2 separate regions of the Xenopus tropicalis genome follow, and region 1 is linked to region 2. The links are chromatin contacts, called in public Hi-C maps. All regions are on one chromosome and are shown on one strand. Each heading gives the region's core, a stretch centred on a gene start, on an enhancer-like site or on the middle of the called end of the contact. The rest is flanking DNA. Distances are from core to core; before and after follow the strand shown. Region 1 has its middle 62 kb from the start of slc25a13. Region 2 overlaps dync1i1 (dynein cytoplasmic 1 intermediate chain 1).

Evidence for each region. A called contact is a pair of places that touch in the nucleus more often than the background predicts.
Region 1: a contact with region 2 is called in a Hi-C map of gastrula embryo, with 2.2 times the contacts expected there. The contact joins two enhancer-like sites. A contact is called at or near these places in 2 of 5 Hi-C or Micro-C datasets (gastrula embryo and neurula embryo).

Annotation. Positions count from the first base shown.
Region 1 is chr6:33,647,585-33,652,902 of UCB_Xtro_10.0, forward strand. No RefSeq gene overlaps it. Among named protein-coding and RNA genes, the nearest start is that of slc25a13, 62 kb to the left of the region's middle. Within about 2 kb of position 2,932, at least 2 of the 11 cell types and tissues checked have an H3K27ac peak or open chromatin away from gene starts, as enhancers often do. A contact at or near this core is called in gastrula embryo, where this site is marked.
Region 2 is chr6:33,465,570-33,471,680 of UCB_Xtro_10.0, forward strand. dync1i1 (dynein cytoplasmic 1 intermediate chain 1) reads left to right here. Exons shown (of 19, transcript NM_001112911.1): 16 at 2,576-2,716. Among named protein-coding and RNA genes, the nearest start is that of slc25a13, 120 kb to the right of the region's middle. Within about 2 kb of position 2,357, at least 6 of the 11 cell types and tissues checked have an H3K27ac peak or open chromatin away from gene starts, as enhancers often do. A contact at or near this core is called in gastrula embryo, where this site is marked.

The DNA of each region.
Region 1 (5,318 bases), core at 1,682-4,181, 180 kb after region 2:
TTTTTTCTTTGGTTTCTATATTCCACAAAAAAAGACCTTGGATGAAAGGTAAGGCAAAGCAAACAGAAGATAAATGAAAGAGTTAAACAGGATGCAATTATGAAAGAAAATCCTCTTATTTTCCAAAGGTTCAAGCAGGACTTTTCCCTAAAGGATGAAATTAAGTTGTTTTAAACTATTACTTTGATTTCACCGATCTGACGAAGGAAAATGCACTGTTATTTGGGTATTGAAGGTTCATCGTTGGAATTGCACTTGGCTCTCTTGTCAGTCATCTTGACAAGCAGACAAGGGGCGACCCTTTGATCATGAGACAGTAAGTACAGCAGCAGCAGAATATCAAGACAGTAGAGTTCATATCCAGGACCTTGAGTTTCAAAACACTCCAGATTATGGGACGAGCAAATTATGTTGAATTGTTTTTTTGTTGGGTCATCGGCATCTGCCATTGATCTCCTTAAGCATAGTTTCTGTTATGAGACTTTGGTTCAACATGAAAGCCATTTATTATCTCCAGCACTGCTATTAAGCGAGAGCCTGACATAATTTGCAGACATAATGAAAATAAAACTGTTCCTTAAGTTGACAAAATTCCAAATCATAATTGACTGCTCAAACATTTATTTTTATTATTATTATTTTTTTCTTTTTTTTCAATATAGTATTTCTGTCAAACATTTGAGGGGTCATTTACAACCACAGTAGCACAGTTGCGGCTTTTCTAATTCTCCCGCAGTCAGTTGTGAATAAAACCCAGTTTATTACTATTATTAAAAGGTACTGCATCAAAATGCTCTCCTTGGCCTTCAGTAGTTCCGCTCAGTCCTTCCTGTCTCCAGTTCTGAATTGCACCTATTGATGGAGAGGAACTCAGAAGCTACCAGCAGCGTCAGGGTTACCTCAGCGTCCTGTGTCAATGAGCGTAACACTTCTGCGTGTAACACACTTCACGCTGAAAACTGGAAATGATGGCATCTGGACATTGGCACAATCTTGTCTGATTTGCAGCAAGTGCAAGCTCAGTTGCATTTATTTTTGACCACTATTGTGTTATGTGCGATGCCCCCTGGTGTGCACAACAGTGAGTGAATTTTGAAAAAAAACCACTGCAGTATGGGAAAAACATGATGGTTGTGTTTGAAATTGCACTTGCAGTCATATATGGCTCTTTATGTTTGTCAGCACAATATTACTGATGTTAGATATACAGAATAATTATTGTAAAGGCATGGGAAGAATTCAAGTATGTTCAGTTTTAGAATAAAAAAAACTCAGGAACCTTGAAAACCAGCGGTACCAAGTTGTATTCCCAAAATACATAGATACAGTGACTAGTATCTATTCACAGCAACTCAAGGCCCAACAATGGTTTGCATGCACTCCAACCCTCGTCCCCTGATATGAATAACTGGGACAGGAGGGTTCTAGTCTGTACTTCTGTCCACTGCTGCTTTTATTTGCAAGACAGTATGGCCCACTAGCTTTGAATGTCTCCATGATGTCAGTACGATATGGTTTGTTTTAGCTCCATATTAACTGAACTAGTTAATTGTTGCAACTGGGCTGTGATCCTGTGAATTGGCCTTTACATCTGTTGTGTCACATCTTCCATTACTCTTAGTAGAAACAAGAGCTGTACAGGTACATTTATAGGGAATATTTTTTCTAACCACACTGGCTCTAAACTATATATAACACCAGGGTATATTTAACGGTAGCCATTTTATTTTAAAAGGGCAAAAATAAACTCATTTTATCAAAATTAAAAATGACATACCTGTATGAATTCATTAAGTGATAAAAACCTAAGCGCCATGCACTTGCAAATCAAGCATAACAGTATAATGGGATACTGCTGTATCAAGCCAAGATATACTGTATGATCCTAAAGCATATATTGTGTAGCCAGGGCCGGAACTAGGGTAGGCAAGGTAGGCAAGTAGTGCTGAGGGTGCAAATTGAAGGTGGCACAATTCAGGGGAAAAATGAACTGCTTATATTGCTTCGTTCTTCTGCATGGAGCAATAGGTATGGGGGGACTAGCAGGAATGGCAGTGGAAATGGCAGAAATGATGGACTCAGCAAGAAGATGGAGAGTGTTAGATTTATATTTGGAAGTACCTGTGGAAGCAGAGAAGGAGCTGGCAGGAAAGAGGGACTGGGTTTGTGAAATTCTGGTGGGGGCCATGGTGAAGATCAGGCAGGGAATGTGGGTGGGCTTGGGTCTGCCAGTGGCGGGTGGCATCCGGTGTGCAAGTTTATTTGAGGGGGCATTGGTTGGCCTGTGTGTAGCCATCAGATCTCTTCCTTCCTAAAGTCCCATAACTTCTCATAGAGTTCCATAACCTGCTTTATTTCTGCCTTTGCCTCAGGAGCTTATGTTAAAGGCTGAAAGCCAAGTGCTAAAGAGAAGAATACAGCAGCTTATAGGGCTATGATCTAAAACAACAATCCATTTTCAGGTCTTTGTGTGTGCAAGTATCCATATGTTGTGCTTTTGCTCCAAAATATACACGTTACTTGTACCAATGCCTTTTGGCGAGTGAGGAAAAAGTCGCGGTCGCATCAAAAGTTGTGATCTTGTCAAAAAAGTTTTACGAATTTTCGGGTGAAGCGAAATGGGACAGATTCGCTCATCACTAGTTACAAAGTAACACCCACATTTGTTCATTTGCCCCAGAGTATCTTTTATGCTTGTGTACATTATGGGATACAGTTACGTCTTGTGTTTTATAACAAACATTGTCATTTGTAATAAGCATCAGAGCTCTGTAACTCCTACTGCAGTTCTGGCACTTGGCTTCGCTTTTAATTACTTTAAATAAGAATGGATGGAATGTAAAGATCAAAGCAATGATTCAGGGTGAAACCTGCTGATGCCGCTTACACCTAGAAATGCAAATGAAGGAAGATCTGAGCTCTGCAAATCTTTTTTTAGGCAAGAGTTAATCCCATACATCTCCATTTAAATGGAAATAAACACAGCGTTTGTTGTTAGTAACATTTTCATTTCAAAATAAAAAGTTTGCCTTGCCTGTATTCCTGTTGGCTTGTGGACTCCAAACAAATTATATGTGACAAAGTCGAGAGGTGTTTTTGTTATTTATTTTTATAGAAATTAAAATCTTTTCTCATTTTTCTTTAACCTGTATTATTGGGTGCGTAGGGGACCTAATGCAAGGACTTCATAATACCTCGTCTTTAGCTCTAAAGTAGAAATTCAAGGCTCTTAGCAAATATCGTGTCAAACTCTGAAGGTTACAGGTGTTTAAAATGCTCTCCCTGTTCATTTTCAGGGTTCAGAATATGTTTACTATTAGCAATGAAGTTAAACAAGGTCTCATTCACAGATAGATGAAACAACAATGTCAAGGGTGGACTCTGGCGAGCTGACAGATTGTTTAATGGAGCAATTTATCAAAATACTTGAAGGAGGTGTTTACCCCCTCAGTACAGATTGGAACGGTTTGTTGGTGAGAAAGGGTTTATTGTTGCTGTTAGCATATTACGTGGCTAATTTTAGATAAACCCATATTTGTCCATTGTACTATTTTTAACTTTCTAAAATTAGTATTAAAACAACAAAATAGTTAGCATTGGTCCTTGACTTGTTCATTATCTGTGCTATTAGCCTGACAGACTAAGTGAGTCTGCCTTAAACATCAATGACAAACGTGTAGAGGTCTGAGAGGTCAATAGCTACCATGATAGGAATACTTTGGTTTCCATTTTCCTCTGAGACCTTTGGATTCAAATGATGACAAGCTAATTACTATGTTTATCCTTAATTAGGCAAACTTTGGTGTTCCTCATTCGGGTAGCTGAGTCTATTTGGTTATCAAACGTTGTCAAAACAAATACTGTTTTTATTAACAAGTGCTATTATGTCTAACAGGAAAGTAAAAACCTAATTCTCCTAGTTTATCAGAAATTAAACTAAATAATTAAGATACATTTTTTTTTAGAAATATGGATAAACCCCTGATATATTCTAATAATAATATAACTGGACTCTGTTTTCATTTGATGAACTGAAGGGGTGTGTGATTGAGTAATATCGTTTCCCTTATCATGTGACCAAGCTCCATCTCCGATTGGCCAGTGGGTGTATGTGAACTTTAATAAAATACAGTTTGATTGTGACTCCGCAGAGATGCTATTGAGACTATGGAGTATGGCTGCGCTCCAACTAAAATCGAGACAGCAAGTCTAGGGCTTAATTCTTGCCGTGACTCATGGATTCCTGTTCTCAGACCCTGGGGTCACTTCCTGGCCCTAATAGCAGCTATTTGAGGAATAAATCTTTGGGGAAACTAACGTTCTACACGCATTTGTACGAGATACATTGCTAGTATTCATTAGTACATTTTAGATCATAATATGCATAAACACCTAGGGGTGCATGTACGAACATGGACTCAATCTGCAGCTAAACAACACTTAGCTTTTATCAGTTTAACAAGGATAGAATTATGAAAGCAACCTTTAATTGGTTTCTATAGGCTACTGCTCTGATGTTTTACACCTGATTCTGTACTATACAGGTATGGGATCCACTATCCGAAGACCCAATATCCAGAGAGCATTCTGGATAACAGGTCCCATACCTATATTTACACTGTAGGCAATAAAATGAAACATTACAGTATACTTGATATATATATATAAATACTCACCTTTGCAATATACCAGCCTTGATGACTTCTTTGACCAGTTATGAAAATCCTTTGAGTGCTGACATTTACTCCATTTGAAGATTTCTCTGCTCTAGCACCAAGGTATAGATATATTTTTTTGGAGTGCTTCCCATTTTGGACTCTGATATATATATATATATATATATATATATATATATATATACAGTGGTGTGAAAAACTATTTGCCCCCTTCCTGATTTCGTATTCTTTTGCATGTTTGTCACACTTAAATGTTTCTGCTCATCAAAAACCGTTAACTATTAGTCAAAGATAACATAATTGAACATAAAATGCAGTTTTTAAATGAAGGTTCACGTTATTAAGGGAAAAAAAAACTCCAAATCTACATGGCCATGTGTGAAAAAGTGATTGCCCCCCTTGTTAAAAAATAACTTAACTGTGGTTTATCAATTTCAATTTTCAATTTCAATATCAATTTCTGTAGTCACCCCCAGGCCTGATTACTGCCACACCTGTTTCAATCAAGAAATCACTTAAATAGGAGCTACCTGACACAGAGAAGTAGACCAAAAGCACCTCAAAAGCTAGACATCATGCCAAGATCCAAAGAAATTCAGGAACAAATGAGAACAAAAGTAATTGAGATCTATCAGTCTGGTA
Region 2 (6,111 bases), core at 1,107-3,606:
TTATTGTTTATATGAGTAAGAGCATTTATTGTTATACAGGTCTGGGATCTGTTATATGGAAACCCATTATCCAGAAAGCTCTGAATTATGAGAAGCCCATCTCCCACAGAGTTCAATTTAAGCAAATAATTCACATTTTTACAAATGATTTCCTGTTCTCCCTGTAATAATAAAACAGTACCTTGCACTTGATCCAAACTAAGATATAATTAATCCTAATTGGAGGCAAAACAATCCCATTTGGGTTTATTTAACATTTAAATGATTTTAAAAGTGTGGAGATCCAAATTATGGGAAGAGCCTTTACCCAGAAAACCCCAGGTCCCCAGAGATAGCAGGTCTTATACCTGTATAGATATAGGGAATATAATTCTCCTGCTGCTTATGCTGACTTATTGCACATATCTAACTCCCCCCTACTTAACCCCCCCCCCCCCCCCGTTAACCAGCCCTAGAACAGTAAGGAAACAGACCTTCAAAGTTGTCCACAAGAGCTTGCCATCTTGGATCTCGTTAGGCCATCTTTTGAATGTCAGTGCCACTGCAAATGCTACTGGGCTTATTTAGCAATTTTCAAGTTTGTGAATTCGAGTTTGTTTCTGCAAATAGAATAAACTCACATATCGAATGCTCGCTTATTAACAAGGAAAACTCATTTGAATAAAAAACTGGAATACCTAAAATTTTTCTCTTCGATTTTACAAACTCGAAGAACTCAAACAATTTCAGTTTGAAAATATGACTTGACTTTGCCTAGAACATTTCCAATTGACTTGATGGTGAATTTTTACATTTGAGTTTTCGGGTTTTTTGCACTTAGCAGACATTCGAGTTTTTTTAGCACGAAAAAATTCGAACCGTAAAAAATAATGAAACTTGAACGTGAAAAATCTCCCACTAAGTGTTCTCTGGGAAGCTATTGAGAAGCTAAGCGTCAGGTATCATTAGACAGATAATGGGGTTCATCTGTCATTAAAGCTGATGCTACAGGGATGATTACTACTGTATATTCTAATGTAGAATGCACAGACACAATGCTGACATAAAAGGCAAATCTGAGTTTACTAATGAGCCTGGATTGTGACTTTTAGGCTAATGCCTGCACCCGAATGAATGGAATACTCTCGGGTGCAGGCACATGTAGCTGATATCCGCATAATAACGCAAGACTTTGTATTCTCACATGTTTTTATGCGGATATCGGCTACATGTGTCTGCACCTGAGCGTATTCCATTCATTCGAGTGCAGGCACAGGTAGGAGGTGTATGACGGTATTTTCGGCAACCGTTTTTCAGCTTGCCAAAAATATCCGCCATACGCCTGATCTGACATAAGCCTCAGAGCAAAGAGGAAATAGATCCTGTAGGTGCAGCGGAGTCCAATAATGTAGAAGGCACTTATTAATGAGCAATATCAATATACAGGGAGTAATATACCCCCATATTGTAATATAAGGATGCTACAAGTCACTAAGGAGTTCTGTACAAGGCCACACTGAATGTTTTTATACAGGTCACGGGACTCCAAAGTTCTAATATCCTCATATTTTATATATGTTTATAATACACAAATTTCAGTGAGCCAACAAAAATTTCCAAGAGCAAATCAGGGTGTCCCCAGACATGAGTAACTATGGATATATATTGCCTCTTTATGTTGCTGTTGGGCTTGGGACAAAAAGCTCATGTTCTATGAAGTTTGGCTTCTTCCTATTTTGATAGGACAGTGAATGGTTTCCCTGAAGTGCCCAGTCTGACACATATTTTTCTTGCAGTCTCCCTGTCAGGCAAACAAGGCGTCAGTCTAATGTGTGGAGCAGCAGTGCATCAGGGTTTCCATGAGGCAAGTGTAGGCTAGAGTGTAGGCTAGAGTGACAGCTTTCCATCATGTCACTGGTCTGAGCTAGTCAATGCTGTTGTTGTTGGTTTCACTGTGATTCCCGTACTGACACGCTGGCTCCCAAGTGCCTGTCATTGCCCTGGAAGGCAAGCCCTGAGGGAGTGACAGCAGCAAGGGAAACCCTGACACTTACAGGGTAAACCAATGACCTGACGAACTCTTTGCCCCGGAGATAACGTTTGCGCTTCGGCCGCTAGATGGCGCTGACTCTCTTTGAGAAGCGCGGCGGGCTGTGATGATAAAAACCATCGCTTTCTCCCCTCATACAGAAACCAGTCGCTGCTGCTTCACGAACTTTTTTTTTAAGATGATTCATTCTGAGAGAAGTCGCCTTCCGCCTTTGCACGAATCCCATGTAATGGGCACCTCGCTACCTGCCAGAGATTTCTCTCATAACAGCTATTGCATTAAAGAGAATAACAACCCGTGTTCCCTCCCTCATGAGTCTGTGGCAGCCCCCAGTCTCCCCCGGCCATTGCCCCGTCCTGTCAGGGTACTAGCCCCGGATAGTGGCTCTGAGGAGCCGCATTGCACCTTCCCACCACTTTCATGACACATTTCTCTTTATTTCCCCCCCCCCCCCCCAAACGTGCAAAGTGTTTAATGAGGCTCGCCAGCAGACAGCCCGGGGCAGCACTAGCGCCACTCAGTCTTCTCCTCTCTCTCCGCTTCCAGCACAACAAGCCGCTCTACTCCTTTGAAGACAATGCCGACTATGTGTGTGACGTCACCTGGTCACCCGTGCATCCCGCTCTGTTCGCCTGTGTGGATGGGATGGGGCGCTTGGATCTCTGGAACCTCAATAATGACACGGAGGTGAGCCGGGAGGGGACGGGCATTCAGCTACTAAGGGGTTAATGCGGATCACTACGGCACCTAAAGGTGACAGTGTCGCCAGCAATGCATTGTAAGGCAATTAGTTCTGAATGGAATTGGAATGTACCACTACAAACGGGGGGGGGGGGGGGGGGGGGGAGATAGAGTAGGTATACAGCTGGTTAACCATGGCTAGATATTTTGTCATGCATAACAATATGGATAAAGGATGCCGCCCTCCAGCTCTTATTACATATGCAACCTGTGGAGGTTGGTGGAATGCAAGGAGGGTTGTAGTTCGACAACAGCTGGAGGGCTGCAGGTGGAACTTTGCCAATTGCCAATGTTAAGGTTCAGATCAGGGCACCAGCAATGCTTTATTTCCCCTTTACCTCCTAGGGTTGGGAAAGGATCATATGTAATAAAGGCAAAGCTAAGGCCGCTTGCATTTCTCTTTAAACAATAATAATGGTGTTTATAAGGTGCGTGGCAGTGAAGGAGTTAAAGGCATGGAAACTTCTTAGATATTTATTTTACAGATATCTTTTTTACATAATTGCCTTTTTTTATTACATAATAAAATAAGAAATAGCAGACAATAAACTAAGCAGATCACCCCCAACTTGGGACACACATATATATCCATATGTATCTATCTATATATATATATCTATATATATATATCTATATATATATATATATATATATATATATATATATATATATATATACACAGTCTTTTTGGCAGTACAGCACTCTGCTATTCAGTGATTAAGTATGTGGTGCACGTCCTTCATGAGTTCCGACTCTCATGAAAAAATAGACATATTTTTGCAAAAATAGACAGCACACACTGATAAAGTGCAAAAAGGTATATTGTAAAAAATTACATCATATGCTTACTGTACACATATAAGCGACGTTTCGAGCCCGGCCGGGCTCTTCATCAAGGCTCGTGAGTTACTGCTCACGAGCCTTGATGAAGAGCCCGGCCGGGCTCGAAACGTCGCTTATATGTGTACAGTAAGCATATGATGTAATTTTTTACAATATACCTTTTTGCACTTTATCAGTGTGTGCTGTCTATTTTTGCAAAAAAAAAAAAAAAAAAAAAAATATATATATATATATATATATATAGAGTATAAAAAAAGATCAGCAACTCCAGGATTTCTTGTGAAAAATCAAAACATGTATTCAAAGTAGCATAAACAGAAATCCCGGAGTTGCTGATCTTTTTTATACTATATATATATATATATATATATATATATATATATATATATAGTATAAAAAAGATCAGCAACTCCGGGATTTCTGTTTATGCTACTTTGAATACATGTTTTGATTTTTCACAAGAAATCCCGGAGTTGCTGGTCTTTTTTATACTATTGGAACCCTTTACCGAGCACCCAAGGTATGTTATGTAGCGGTGTGCCATCCTTTGTGTATATATATATATATATATATATATATATATATAGGGTCCCTTCCAGGGCCACCGCTCCCTATAAGCAGAGTACTCAGTCTGCATAGGGCACCAACTCCCAGGGGGGCACCATCCCAGCTGCTCCAAAAAAAACCCATTTTTATATATTATAACATACCCCCCAACACTGTCCCACCGGTTTTTATAGTGCATCCCGCTGTCCCAAATAGTTCAATCAATCTATGGGGGCACTTACTATGGGGGCATTGTCTATGGGGGCAATTAGGGGCACTGTGTGTGGGGCCCCTATAGTAGGTGTTCTTTTTTATTATTTTATTTTTACTTCCATAATATTTGGGGGAGGGGGCACAAAAGTAAATTTCTGCTTAGGGCACCTATTTGGCCAGCAGCGGCCCTGTTCCCTTCTGCATGTTGAATTTTATTAGGGTATCCAGGGGTTATTGGTTCGGCTTATACCATATTAAAGGACTGAGTGAGATGTATATTAGGAAGTGTATCGGTACAGCTGATGCTGAACCAGTATGAAGAACATATCCCAGCTTGATTCATGCGCTAATAAAAGAGTTAATGCCAATAATTTACGGGTCAGATGCAAGGTCCCGCATCTAATAACTCCATGACTGCTGTTAGATATCTATATCTATGGACTGCCAGATGTGTATATAGAAACACAGATTGGAACATTGTTCCATAAAATAGTAAAAATATGTTTATCTGAAGGAGGTCTGGGGATATATATACGAGCACCCAAAGCTGGCATCACTGCCTTTACTATGTAATTCCCACCTGTCTGGAAGGGCAGCACTGGGGCTGCTGGTCTGAGTTCCTAATTATCAGTATCACAGGCAGCCAGTACTGAGTTGGGCTCCCAGCCACATAGGCAAGAAAGGAGCCAGTAAACTAGGACCAGATTCACTTCATTCCAGTTATTAGCAGTCACCTTAACTCTTTGGAGAGAGGCCTTGAATAGAATAAAGGTTTTTTTTACAACTTTAAACTTTTTCTTTAGGCACTGTTAGTCAGAGTTTGCTCACTTTAAGCAAATTCTATCGATTCAGAGCTAAAGAAAATGTCAATGTATCCTCTGCTTCTATAATGTGTATTTAATGCCAGACAGTCATGCATTAGGTATCAACACTAGGTTCTGCTCCATATATGCAGAAAAATCTAAAAATAAAAATATACATGTAATAGTGTCAGCTTGAAAGCCACCATTGGTTAATGATTGTGCTTTTCATTGCTTGATATGTTTATAAATATGGAATAAAGTATGAAATATTGGAAGTGATGTGCTGAGTAATCCGATTACATGCTTGTCCTCAGTACCGGCTTCCCTGCATTTTGATTTCTGTGGTTAAGGCCTGGTTTACACAGCAGTTTTTTCACCACAATCCAGTTGGTGCAATTAGTGGCACGATTTAGGTATCATTAGTTCACATTGCATAATTTACACACATTGTTTTAACAATGGTTTTGAAAATGCCTGTGCTTCTGTTATTATGCTATAATACTCCATCCTTTCGGTTTCTTATTAGAACTGTTACATGTATCTCACAGCTTCCCCAAACTCCACTTTATTGCAATGGCAACCACAGCTTCAATACACTGGGCTACTACTTGGGGTTTTTCTGTTTTTGTTAGAATAATATGTTGTTATCCTATTTGCAACTCTAAAATAGCATAAAGCAGGCTTTAAATGAACTGCAGCAGTTTACAGCTACACTCTATAAGATGCCATTTTAATGTATATGTAAAGACTTCAGGACCATCGTCCATTATAAATTCCAGTGTCCACTATTAACTGTGCTGGGTCTAATACAGTCCAAAGAACATCCAGCTTTCATTTTTACCTTTAAGTATTAGATGGTAATGTGACCAGTCCCATTAATAAACATACAGTATATATATATTTTTTATTTTAATCCCAGTACAATAGAGTTTAGGA